Regions from separate parts of the Mus musculus genome. Here region 1 is linked to region 2. Evidence: chromatin contacts called from public promoter capture Hi-C data. All regions are on one chromosome and are shown on one strand. The core of a region is the stretch at or near the end of the contact, and the rest is flanking DNA. Distances in the headings are between cores, read along the strand shown. Region 1 overlaps Snx30 (sorting nexin family member 30). Region 2 holds the start of Hsdl2 (hydroxysteroid dehydrogenase like 2).

Region 1 (6,385 bases), core at 2,879-5,378, 260 kb after region 2:
CAGCATCCAGCCCTGTGCATGGATTTAGGCATCAGACACCCCAGATACAGAAGCAGAGGGTCTCTTTCATCTGGCTTTAGCACAGCGTCTGGACGCCAGGGCTTCGCTGCCTCAGTTGATTTGAGGGCTGTCTGCCATAGTAAGAAGAAATTCATTAGCAGAAACATTACTGTCTGCTGCTGACAGGAGAAGCACTTAGGTCGTTGAAGACAGATGGATGCTGTAAAATGCATTCTAAATCTTTGTCATTGGCGTGGCTGAGGACCGCAGAGAGGACGCACTGGATCTGTCATTCATTTTCCTTTTAGCTCAGATAGCCCGACAGAGCCTTAGACCCATGTATCACCATCCCTCCTCCTGTTTTCAGAGTCTTTCCATGGTCTTGGCTCTGACAGAACTTGGGGGCATCAGGGGGAGTGGGGGAGGGACCACTTTACTTCAGTGTGTTTCTGCATTTGTTTTCTGTGAGGCTTTGGGGTCAGAGGTAGTCTTTAAAGCTACCCAGTTGATAGGGGAAATGATAATGTTTTCATTTTGATACTGTGAGTTGTGTGTGGTGGCTTTTGGGAGTCTGAATGATTGCTGAAAACTTCAAGGCCAGCCTGAGCTACATGGTATATTACTACTGGCCATCTTGAGCTGTACACCTGTATTTGTTTCAGTTCTCTAGAGAAATATACTATTGGAATATATATATGTGTGTGTGTGTGTGTGTGTGTGTGTGTGTGTAATATTAAAAAGAGATTTATTAGAGTGCCTTACAGGCTGTAGCCCAGCTAGTCCAGTAATGGCCTCATCTTAGTTAGGGTTTCTATTGCTGTGAAGAGACACCATGACCATGGCAAGTCTTATAAAGGAAAATATATAATTGGGGTTGGCTTACAGTTTCAGAGGTTTAGTCCATTATCGCCATGATGGGAAGTATGGCATTATCTAGGCAAACATGGTGCTAGAGAAGGAGCTGAGAGTTCTACATCTGATTAGCAGGCAGCAGGAAAGAGAGCAACACTGAGTCTGGCTTGGACGTTTGAGATCACAAAGCTCGGGGCTGGAGAGATGGCTCAGTGGGTAAGGGCAATGACTGCTCTTCTGAAGGTCCTAAGTTCAAATCCCAGCAACCACGTGGTGGCTCACAACCACTTGAAATGAGATCTGACGCCCTCTTCTGGTGCTGTCTGGAGACAGCTACAGTGTACTTATGTATAATAATAAAAAATAAATCTTTGCTCTAGAGCAAGAGGGGCTGACCGGAGCGAGCAGAGGTCCTAAATAGATTTCCAACAACCACATGAAGGCTCACAACCATTTGTATAGCTACAGTGTACTCATATACATAAAAACAGATGAATATTAAAAAAAAAAAGAAATCACAAAGCTCTCAACCCCAGTGGCACACTTCCTTCAACAAGGCCACACCTACTCCAATAAGCCACACCTCCTAATAGTGCTACTCCTATGAGCCGATAGTGTCATTTTCATTCAAACCACCAAGGGTTGTCTCCCAAAAGAAAGGCCACAAGACTGGTTGTCTCAGGTGGTCTTCGGTCTATATCAGAATCCCAGAGAAGTAGGTTCTAATATCAGCGAGGGAATGCCTCAGTCTCAGGATAGATAACTTGTCAGTGAGTGTGAGGTCATGCATAGCTTGTTCTTCCATGTCCTTTTATGGGGACTGCCTCTAGAAAGTGTGGTCCAGGTTTAGGGTGCGCTATCCAGCTGCAGATGATCCAGTTTAGGATGGGTCTTCCCATCCTAGATGATTCAGATGATCCCGAATAATCTCCAGCAGCTTGGGTTTCAGTTCATTCCGGATGTAGTCACGTTGACAACCGAGATCAGCCATCACAACTCCATACACATTAAATAAAATTAAAGCAAAACAAAATAAAACTAATATTTATGCCATTTACTAGTGAGGATAAACAATTGTTTTTTGACTTTATATAGCTGTTCATTTCTTGTGTTGGACTATCTCTCTGTGTGTGTGTTTTTCTTTTTCTTCTCTTTTGTACTTTTCTACTTCTTTTCTTCCTTTCTTTTTTTGGGGGGTGGGTGGGGCAGGGTTTCTCTGTGTAGCTCTGGCTGTCCTGGAACTTGCTTTGTAGACCAGGCTGGCCTCAAGCTCATGCCTGCCTCTGCTTCCTGTGTGCTGGTATGTATATGTGTGTTTCTATGCATGCCTATCACATGAACATATTTTCCAACCAGCATGCCATAGTCAGGACTCACTTGCTACCATTTGTTGCTACCCTACACCAGTTCCCCATTCCTAACCTCTCACCATTAAGAGAATATTTATGTACTTATTTAGACAAGACTTATCTATGTATCTCAGGTGGCATTGAACCCGTGATCCTCCTGCATCAGCCTTCCAAGTGCTGAAAATTTTCACATCCTAAATACATGAAAATTAATCTGAAGTCTTTCTTACGTGTTGTAATATGTAAGAACTAGTGAGACGAAAGCTTCAGTGTTCTTGTGTAACAGCGCAGTTATGGCCTGCTTGAGCTGTGAGGACAGACAGCATATGGTACAGACATGAGCATCTTTATTCTATGATTCTGAAAAATTTGTATCCCCCTGCCATAAGTTGTGATCAGACTTCTTAAGCAAATGGACATTTGTTTTTTTGCATTTGGAATTTGAGAACATTATTTGAGAAGGTCCTGATTATTTTATCCTTTTAAAAATATCTAACCAAATTCTCTATCGGTATTAATTGAATAATATATTATTGTTTCAGTACTTGAAGTTCCAGAGTTATCAATTAATATTAAAACTCAGATTTGTTCTGTTGATTTTGGGGCTGACAGGTCATCAAGTCATCAAGCTGACATACAAGGTTCTCTGGGGATGAGCATCCCTAACCCTGTGCGTCACCCTGAGCATCAGATGGACCACCCACAGTGGTGCCCAGCCACAGGGCTTACTTCTAAGTGCTGACACTGGTACGGTTCTTGGTCCACAGAGGATTGATGATGGCTAAATGGAGCCACTTGTTAATGGCTTATGGACTGTCTGGAGCTGGCCAGCTCTAAAAGTCTCTTGAGCAGCAGTTGGACTTGATTTATTCCTTGGACACTGGTGGAGCAGGAATTTTGTTGTTCTAAGAAACACATATGGAGGCTGATTGTGTTTGGGGACTTCCCTACATGCCACTCCTGGATAAAAGTGAAGGTGGAGTCAGAATATTTTATGTAGTTGGTACTGTTTAGTGTTATCTCTGGAATGTGAGAGGTAGGTGGTGAGTGCTCTGGGGTCCTGGGTCCAGTTCTATGTCCCTCTGCCCGTCACTGGTGTGTGACTTAGGCCCATCTTCTAAGCTCCTTAGTCCATATTCTATTCTATCAGTAGTCACATAGAGATAATGAACTCTCTTCACTGCTTCCAAGTTATTCTAAAGGATAATGAGGCCGGATGCATTACAGGGCCTTGGCCTTTGCTGAACAGTTATTTTGGCAGCCCTTCCCTAAGGATGGAGTGTGTGGAGATTACATAGGGTTGTTGATTTGGGCTGTATGTGGTTTTGCCTGAAGGACAGCATTGCTTACTGTGTAACTTACTGTGTTAGAAATATAGGTTCCCTCTGGTTTGGTCTGTTGTTCCCCCTACCTGGAAAGCATTCAAGAGAACATTCAAGTCTTTGTCCTCACCCTGTCTCCATTGTTATGCTCCATAGCATATGCTAACTTCTAATGAGAATAAATGACGGAGTGGTGGAGGGATTCTAACCACTGATCTTAGCATTGAGAATCCCTCATTTGTCTTCTCCTGGCATCTTCAGGGAGGTGTGGTGCCTGCCTACTGCCCACTGTTGCTGGTACTGACCCTCCTTTGTTCTGCGTTTTTTTTTTTTCTGAAAAGCTTAGGCACGGCCACCACTTTCCTGCTTCAAAGCTTAGCATCCTTTGCTGAGCACTGCTCTAAAGCTTCCTTACGATGTTTGAGGCTGCAGCTCATCTCCTTTCTAGGCTGTGTTTCTTGTCATTCCCCCCACAGCTTCACACCTACCCAAGGTCTGGTTTCCATCCAGAAGTTTCCAACTTTCTTCACAGGTCTACCTCTTTTTCACTGAAGGGCACTTCCCTGATTCTGGAGTGTGTGTGCCCACATTCTCAGTATCCCCGTGTGACCTGCCTGCTGAGCAGGGTGGACTCACCATCTTCCAGCCAGAGTGGCTGAGTCTGAGGGGCTCACCTGGGGCCTGACAGCCAGCTGGAATCTCAGTCCTGGCCTTCTGCCATCCTGTTGAAGAATCAAGTCAAAGTTATCCTGACTTGTCCTCCAAGAGAACGACTGCTGTCCCTCCCTGCTCTTGGCTATAGGTTTTCCTTTATTTGTGCATTTATTGTAGCATATCAAATTGCCATGTTCCATGCTGCAGCCTGCAGGAGAGTCCTTCAGTAACTCCCCTCAGCCTGCTTGCTTCCCCAGAACTGCACCTGGCAGTCATCAAGAATGCTGTTTGGATTAAATACATGCACTAATAAATTCTGCTTTTTCATATCCTCTCAGCTGTGGTTTAGGGGCTACAGCACCTGTCAGTTACAGCACTTAAGATCCCATGTGTTGGAAAACACCTGTATTTTGGTCTATAGCATAAACAGGGAGTGATAATTATTTTGTTTCTCTGACATCTCAGAGACATAATCAGGTATTTTATCACTAGAGGAAAGGTGCTTAACACATGTTTAATTATATTTTAGGAAAGTAACCTTTTAGCTAAATTTTGTCCAACAGCAGCTGTACCTGGGAGAGGCTTTGAGGAAAGCGAGCTCCTGCAATCTGTTAGCCTTTCTCTACAACAGCATTAACCAATAATAATCCTAGTCTTCAATTGGGACGGCTGGTATTTTCCTCCATCATGTGAAATGTGAAATAGAAGCATCTTCAGCAGGTGTGGTGGTACACACCTGTGATCTCAGCACCCAGGGGGCTGGGCCTGGGCTGCCTCGAGAGACCCTGGCAAAACCAAAAGAACAAAAAGAGGCAGTGGTAGGTTTAGAAATCCTGTTACTGATCTCCTGTGTATTGGCCTCAGGACAAGTCTGCAGGTCTCTTCCTAGGTGCCATTTTGTTATTTTGTTTCCAACTTGGTTACAACACATGGTTTCTAGACACAGTGTAAGGTTTTGGCCTCATTCTTTCCTTGGGCTTCTTCTTTACCTAACTGCCTCTCTGTCATCTGTTGTCAAGTGAGGATTCAGATAACTGGCCCTTCTTTGCAGAGCCCTTCTCGGCAGCTTAGCTCAGATGGCCTTACAAAGAGGATGGGACTGACCAGTGAAGCCCTGTGTCTCTTTACAACAGGAATATGTTCTGAGGAACATGTTTCTAGAAGATTTCCTCATTGTGTGAACACGGTGTGGACTTCCAAACCTAAGTGGTGGTGGAGCTTGCTGTACCCTTTGACTGTGTGGAATACAGCAGAGTATAGGCTGCCCAGTGAGTGGTACGACATGTTACGGTGTTGAATTCTGTAGGCAGTTGTAACACAGAGAAATTTGTGCAGTTGAATAATTTATACACTAGCAAAAGGACAGTGAAAACATGATGCTAATGAGACAAAATAGCAACAGGCTATATACAGCACAATTTTTGTGGAACGGCGGGGCTTCTGTTCCCTAGAGTAATGCAGCCCTGTGCACGAGCTCTGCACTTAGGCTGCAACACATGGATGCAGTTTTAAATTTGATGACAGCTCATCTTACTGTAATAAACTTAAAAAAAACTTTTTGATGTCAAAAAATTCCAAACCCCATAGCTTAGAACACAAACCTCCCTTTTTTCTTTTTCTTGCTGTTTCTTGCTTTGACAAGTCCCAGGGATTAAGCCCAGAGCCTCATGCATTCAGAGATCCTGTTTCTTCTCTTATTCCTTAATGTTCAAAAAGTAATTCTTATTAGTTTACTTTGTGTGTGTGGTGGTCAGAGGATAACTGGTAGGAGTCCAGGGGATTGAACTCGGGTTGTCAGGCTTGGCAGCAAGCACCTCCACCTGCTGAGCCATCTTGCAAGCCCATTCTTAATTTTTTCCTGTGACCAGACTCTTGGTGCAGTTTTCATTTCTTCTTCAGTGACTCAGTTAACCGTGGACATAAAGAGGAACCACCCTTCTCTGGACTGAGCCACATTGGCTGGGATCTGGAGCAGCCATGGACCAAGCAAATGGCTCTGCAGAGACATCCACGTGGACTTGGGGGTTGAAAATTCGTATTACAAAGGAATATAGGACGCTTCTAGCACAGGTGTCCAGGGCACCACGCCTCGAGGAATTCCTAAGATGTGGATTGGAATCTGGGTACTATTGCTGAGCCAACGCCTCAGAGCTGACACTGTTGGAGACAAAGGAATGATATGAACACTGACTGACCATAGGAAGCATG
Region 2 (6,538 bases), core at 2,810-5,309:
GCCCCCACCCTGCTCCCCAACCCACCCACTCCCACTTCCTGGCCCTGGCATTCCCCTGTACTGGGGCATGTAATCTTCACAAGACCAAGGACCTCTTCTCCCATTGATGGCCTACTAGGCCAAAACTCTGCTACATATTCAACTAGAGACACAAGCTCTAGTTAGTTCATATTATTGTTCTTCCTCTAGGGTTGCAGACCCCTTTAGCTCCTTGGGTACTTTCTCTAGCTCCTTCATTGGGGGCCCTGTGTTCCACCCAATAGATGACTGTGAGCATCCACTTCTGTATTTGCCAAGCACTGACATATCCTTACAAGAGACATCTATATCAGGGTCCTGTCAGCAAAATTTTGCTGGCATATGCAATAGTGTCTGGGTTTGGTGGTTGTTTATGGGATGGCTCCCTAGGTGGGGCAGTCTCTGGATAGTCCTTCCTTCTGTCTCAGCTCCGAACTTTGTCTCTGTAACTCCTTCCATGGGTATTTTGTTCCCCATTTTAAGAAGGAAAGAAGTATCGACACTTTGGTCTTCCTTCTTGAGTTCCATGTGTTTTGCAAATTGTATCTTGGATATTCTAAGTTTCTGGGCTAATATCCACTTATCAGTAAGTGCATATCATGTGTATTCTTTTGTGATTGGGTTACCTCACTCAGGATGATATCCTCCAGATCCATCCATTTGCCTAAGAATTTCATAAATTCATTGTTTTTAATAGCTGAGTAGTACTCCATTGTGTAAATGGAGTACCATATTTTCTGCATCCATTCTTCTGTTGAGGGACATCTGGGTTCTTTCCAGCTTCTGGCTATTATAAATAAGGCTGCTATGAACATAGTGGAGCATGTGTCCTTATTACAAGTTGGAACATTTTCTGGGTATATGCCCAGGAGAGGTATTGCTGGATCTTCCGGTAGTACTATGTCCAATTTTCTGAGGAACCGCCAAACTGATTTTCAGAGTGGTTGTACCAGCTTGCAATCCCAGCAGCAACAGAGGAGTGTTCCTCTCTTTCTTTCTCTTTCTTTCTTTCTTTCTTTCTTTCTTTTTTTTTTTTTTTTTTTTGGTTTTTCGAGACAGGGTTTCTCTGTATAGCCCTGGCTGTCCTGGAACTCACTTTGTAGACCAAGCTGGCCTCGAACTCAGAAATCCACCTGCCTCTGCCTCCCAAGTGCTGGGATTAAAGGTGTGTGCCACCACCGACCGGCTTTTTTTTTTTTTAATTAATTTATTTGAGTGTTCCTCTTTCGATGTGGGGCAATGGGCTATGCACAGACAGTCTAGTCTCCAGTCGAGTTGAAGTTGTGAACCCCGGTGAAACCCAGTGGTGATAATTTTCATCTACACGGGATAACCTGGACTCCTGGCTCCAGTCAAAGTTACTGCTCCCACAGCCCCCACAGGAGAAGCCCCCACGTATTCAATGTCCCAAGCTTCTGACTTTCAGACTAGACTCCTCCCAGTTACCTAGCAACAACAATACTAGGCCACTATAAGAGGGGCTACTTGGCCCCTCCTCACTCTCTTACTCTCTCTCCTCACTCTCTCTAGCCTTTCCTCTTTCTCTCTCTTTCCCCCTTCCCTCCTCTTGGCCATGGCTGGTCTCTCTCTCCCTCTCTCTTTCCACCTTCTCTCCTTTCTCCCTGCCTTTCTACAATAAAGCTCTAAAACCATAGACTGTCTCTGTTCACCAAGGCTCACTGTGCTTGGATGATGGGATAGGCTCTCTCCTAACGAACTGTGCCTAATTTCACGTCAGACGGCCTTCCTGTGCTCCAGCCACGGACTGGACTAAGGACACTCGCCTGCGTGGGAACCTCTCTCCCTCTGCCCTCTTCTTGTATCCCTGGGGCTGAGAGTGTTGTCCTGGGGCCCCTATTCTTTTCTCATCTCCTCTGCTGTATCCAGTGTGGGATGCCGGAGACTGAGAACCTGGTATGGGGGCTGCCCCTTGTCCACCACCCGCCTAGCTGGGATCAGTGGCTCCACACAGCCAGACACCCATGCAGGGCCACGTGGAAAGGGTACGGCAGTCCTCCCCCATCTGCCCGCCCATCTGCCCGCCCAGAACACAGGAACTCTGGTTCGAGGCGGGCTCTCTCCCTCGCCCCTCTTTCCCTACACCCACGCCCCACATTTCTCCACATCCTTGCTAGCATCTGCTGTCACCTGAATTTTTGAACTTAGCCATTCTGACTGGTGTGAGGTGGAATCTCAGGGTTGTTTTGGTTTGCATTCCCCTGATGATTAAGGATGTTGAACATTTTTCAGGTGCTTCTCAGCCAAAGAATTCACTGCTACCAGACAAATATACAGACCATTCAGTAAAAGCAGTCAAGGGCCAAAGGAACATTTTAAACTGTCCATATCTCTCTGAAACATTTGGAATTTACAAAGACAAACTGGCTACTCACACCTCCTAGGTAAGGACAGAGATTTTGTTCCTTTCTACCTGCTGTTTCTTCTCACTTAAGAGGTACTAATATTTGTTGAATAAGTACACTCTTCTAGAATCATCAATAATCATTATTATAGGTTACAAACTCACGTGTCAATAGCTAATGGTCAAGGTGATAAAAGGGTAAACAGCCACAGTTTAATAATACGTTTTTATTTGAATATTTAATTAGGGCTAGAGAGATGGTTCCCTGGTTAAGAGTGTTGTGCCCAGATTGTAAAAATCCCAAGGAGAGGACCAGGAATCATACCCCACTGTAATCGCATGAGGGTCTTTATTTAAGCTCGAGCTTGGGCCACCAACCTTCCTGACAGAACAGGAAAGAGTGAACCCCCAGGCCTAAGTAAAGGGGGTTTATAAAGAAAAAAACCCGCAAGCGGGTTTTTGTGTTGGCAATATAGGAGAGGGTAAAGGAATGCTGTCCTTTAAACCTGATAACATTTGTTCAGACAGCAGGGCAGAACCGTGTAGCTGAAAAGGTACCTTTCTGACCTGGGAAGAGTAACTTGTGCTATCAGAACCGCTTCTGATATGTTTACAACCGGCCACAGCTGTCTGGGAACGTTTGTCTCTTTTTCATAGTCTAAGAGTGGGCTATTATCATTTCAAGGGTATTGGCTTCGGTTTCCTTCAACAGCAAGGAGCCATCTGCACTGTGAGAAATGTTGGTTGTTAATCAAAAGGGGTCGAGTTTAAGTGACGTGGAGGCTAGGGTATGCTGCTTTTCTTTTGTTCTCAAGGCTGGCATTTGCCTTTCCCCACCCCCCGCGGGGGTGGGGGTATCGTCAGGGAGAGGGAGGGAGTAATAACTGCTCTAGCTGCGCAGGGTCAGGAGAGTGTAGGATTTGATGTGCAGGTTTCTCTTGTCTGAGCACTGGCTGCTCTTCCAAAAGATCCAGCAAGTTTGACAATTAGGAGAGTATATACCTACCTGTCTTAAGTTGTTTTCTGAACTAAGCTTTAGATAACAACCTCGTTAGCATCTTTTTCTCCCGCTACAAAATACAAAACAATTTCATTTCCTGGGTAGCTCAGTTAGGTATAACTCCAAGAACGAAACTGAATCCCAGACTCGACCTCATTCCGGCATTCATTCCAGGACTGAGGATTCCTTCTCCAACCTTGATTTCTGTGGCCCGGATCATACGATGAACGCTTGCGGGAGACCTTTGCAAAGATCTCTTCCAGAAACTCCTGTCTCCAGACACTGGAGGTCAGGCTAAATTTAGATTCAGTGGCAGCGAAAATGAGAGTGACCGGCTTCTGCAAAAAGCATTTTTCAGATGTCTACAAGTGTTCTTCGGAGAGAGCGCCTTGGCTCGGGGACAGACAGGGGAAAACGACGCCCAGCACCCTCAAGTCAGTCCCCGGAGCGCCCCTCAATCCGCCATCTGGCTGGCTGGGAGCCGTCGATGCGCCGAACCTAGGCTGAGGAGGAAAAGCCTACGTAGTAATGATGCTCTAGACACGCCAGTGGCCCACAGGAGAAACTGATTGTCACCTACAGACTCGGGAAAGGGGCGGGGCGGAGGTGTACTCCAAAGCGCCTGCGCAGAGCGTTGGTTTCCTGGGTGTCGTTTGTAGAACTGCGGGAAGAACCGCCCAGTGCCCGGTGTGCGCAGGCGCACACCGTCTTGTAAGCTCTCGGTCTTGTAGGATCTCGGTCTTGTAGGAGGGCCGGTCCCCGAGCGGGTCTCGGGGCGGGGCCCGGGGCGCGGCTAAATGCGGAGAGAAAGTTCGCCTGTCACTCACAGCTCGCTGCTGTTCCACTGCCACCAAGTTCTCTGAACTGCGAAGGTCATGCTGCCCAACACTGGGTAAGAGGACGGGGGTGGGATGGGGTCAGGGGCCAGTCGGCAGGTCGCCGGCGCAACCCAGAGCCGCGCGCTCTGGAACACCGGTTCGCGGAAAGATAGAGTCGCTGGGACCTGCGCATGCACGAGAACCCAAAGTTCTGTACTACTGAGACTCAAAAGTTGTACACTGCAAGGGGCAGTGGTGTCAGATACTCCACGGGGAAAGGTCGCGAGCGTAGGTGTCCCCGACGACCCGTTGTAGCCCCATCTCGCCTTTAGCTTGGCCTGGTGACAATGTTGCTTTCATCTTCTAGGCGAAAGGTCGCTTGAGACAGTGACTTCAGATTTTCTGTTTGTATGCTTGATTGTAGAATAATAGAAGAATGGTGTTTTGAAAATGGTTTTCAAGTTAGTAGCGAGTTAAAATGTTACAATACGAACATTTCTGGTAAGGGGTTTATTTATTTATTTTACTTAAAAATGAAGTATATTTATCCCAGCCTAGCCAGGTGCGGTGGCGCCTGCTTTTAATGCCAGCACTCAGAAGCAGGGTCAGAAGATCTATTGATTCGAGGCTGTTCTGGTCTACATAGTGAGTGTGCTAGGCTCACTCTGTCAGCAAACGCTACAGAGTTAGAACCTTGTCTACACCCCCTCCCCCAAGCCCACTTATATAGAGACACAATTGTGCAGCCAGTCACCAGGACTTTACAAAATCAAAACAAATACCCATTAAACAATGTTCTTCCCGATTCTTCTTGCCCTTGGTTCCTGCTGAACTCAGGTAGGTCCACTATGTTCTATAAAGTTTATCTTAAGCAGAGTGACAAGTTAAGCCCATTCTGTAATTAGTTTGACACATATAGACAGCTAAAAGACTTAAATAGTTCAAAAGGGTATAAGTCTCTTTAAAACTCCAGTTTCTTTCTGTTTGTATTTTTTGTACTTATCAACATATTTTGTATACCTTACAGGGATACCTTCTTTTTAGAAAATAGTAGCAAACTCCATTTTGGGCTTGCTGTTTTTACCTGACATGTCTTGGCACATACTTAGGTTTCCAGTACACACAGCTTGTCTTTGTCCTCTTGTTTTGTTTGTTGTTGTTGTTTTGAGACAAGGTTTGTCTGTGCCCTAGCTATCCTGGAACTCTCTCTGTAGACCAGGCTGGTCTTGAACTCAGGGAGTTCCTCCTGCCTCTGCCTCCCCAGAGTTGAGATTAAAGGCATGAGCCTGTCCTTGTCCTCTTTAATGGTTGCAAACTATTATTGAAGACCATTATGTACTTAACCTGTTTCCAATTGTTGGATATTAAGTCATTTCCAGCTGTTTGTTATCTTTTTCTTGGTGGTGTTTTATTCTATCTTTGCTTCCATTATTATTCTTTTGTTTTATTTTGGTTTGAATTGAATGTAAACGGGGCTGGTGAAATGGCTCAGCGGTTAAGAGCACTGACTGCTCTTCCGAAGGTCCTGAGTTCAAATCCCAGCAACCACATGGTGGCTCACAACCATCCATAGTGAGGTCTGACACTCTCTTCTGGTGCATCTGAAGACAGCTACAGTGTACTAATGAATAGTAATAGATAAATCTTTTTTAAAAACTATTTAAAAAAAGAATTGAGTGTAAACCTGGCTGTCTTTGAACTTGTGATTTGAACCAGGCTGGCCTTGAACTCACAGACATTTGCCTGCTTTTACCTCCTAGGTGCTGGGATTAAAAGTCTGTGCCACCATGCCTGGCTTTACTATCCCTCTATGTGTCTGTTTACACATAGATGAATATACTATCTGGGATAAATTCTTGAAAGTGAAATTGCTAGAACCAAGGGAATATATTTTAAAAATTTTTGATACTACAAGACAGACAGGTATTCACCACCAAAAGAATTGCACCATCAAAAGTGTTATTGAGAGTACTGAGCCCAATCTAGCCAGTCACAGGTTCTGAAGTTTGAAAAACTAAAGACCCTAGAATAGCCTGAAAGGGGGAAAAAGAATGAAGTGAACTGGCTTTTCTGGATATTAAAGTGGTTTATAAAACTAGAGTAATTAAAAATAGTTCTAATACAGACTAAGTAAATTCTTTGGGAACCCATCCAGTGGCGGGGGGGGGGGGGCTCTTCATTATAGTTAAAATTTGTATTATTTTTTCACTAGTGAAGGTGAGACAGTTTGGCCTCCAGAAGACATTTGGCAATATCTAAGGAGACAGAGTATCATAGCTGAAAGGGGATGCCAAGTGGTGGAGCCCCTAGATGGATGTAAACTACTTACAAGCAGTAAAC

What was found. Promoter capture Hi-C pulls out the DNA fragments that hold promoters and counts their contacts.
Region 1: a promoter capture Hi-C map of HPC-7-derived erythroid cells shows a contact between it and region 2, with 2.9 times the contacts expected there. The contact joins the enhancer-like site here to the promoter of Hsdl2 in region 2. A contact is called at or near these places in 6 of 39 promoter capture datasets (the 3T3-L1 cell line, 3T3-L1-derived adipocytes, the C10 cell line and 3 more), 2 of 15 datasets of contacts at CTCF or cohesin (both in the NIH/3T3 cell line), 3 of 484 Hi-C or Micro-C datasets (the G1E-ER4 cell line, nephron progenitors and palatal mesenchyme), 4 of 115 datasets of contacts at active chromatin or transcription factors (bone marrow-derived macrophages, embryonic stem cells, microglia and 1 more) and 1 of 9 other capture datasets (liver).

Annotation. Positions count from the first base shown.
Region 1 is chr4:59,838,538-59,844,922 of GRCm38.p6, forward strand. All of the region lies in intron 1 of Snx30 (sorting nexin family member 30), which reads left to right. Among named protein-coding and RNA genes, the nearest start is that of Snx30, 36 kb to the left of the region's middle. Within about 2 kb of position 4,129, at least 13 of the 459 cell types and tissues checked have an H3K27ac peak or open chromatin away from gene starts, as enhancers often do.
Region 2 is chr4:59,577,504-59,584,041 of GRCm38.p6, forward strand. It overlaps Hsdl2 (hydroxysteroid dehydrogenase like 2), which reads left to right and starts at 4,060. Exons shown (of 11, transcript NM_024255.3): 1 at 4,060-4,272. The coding sequence starts at 4,256.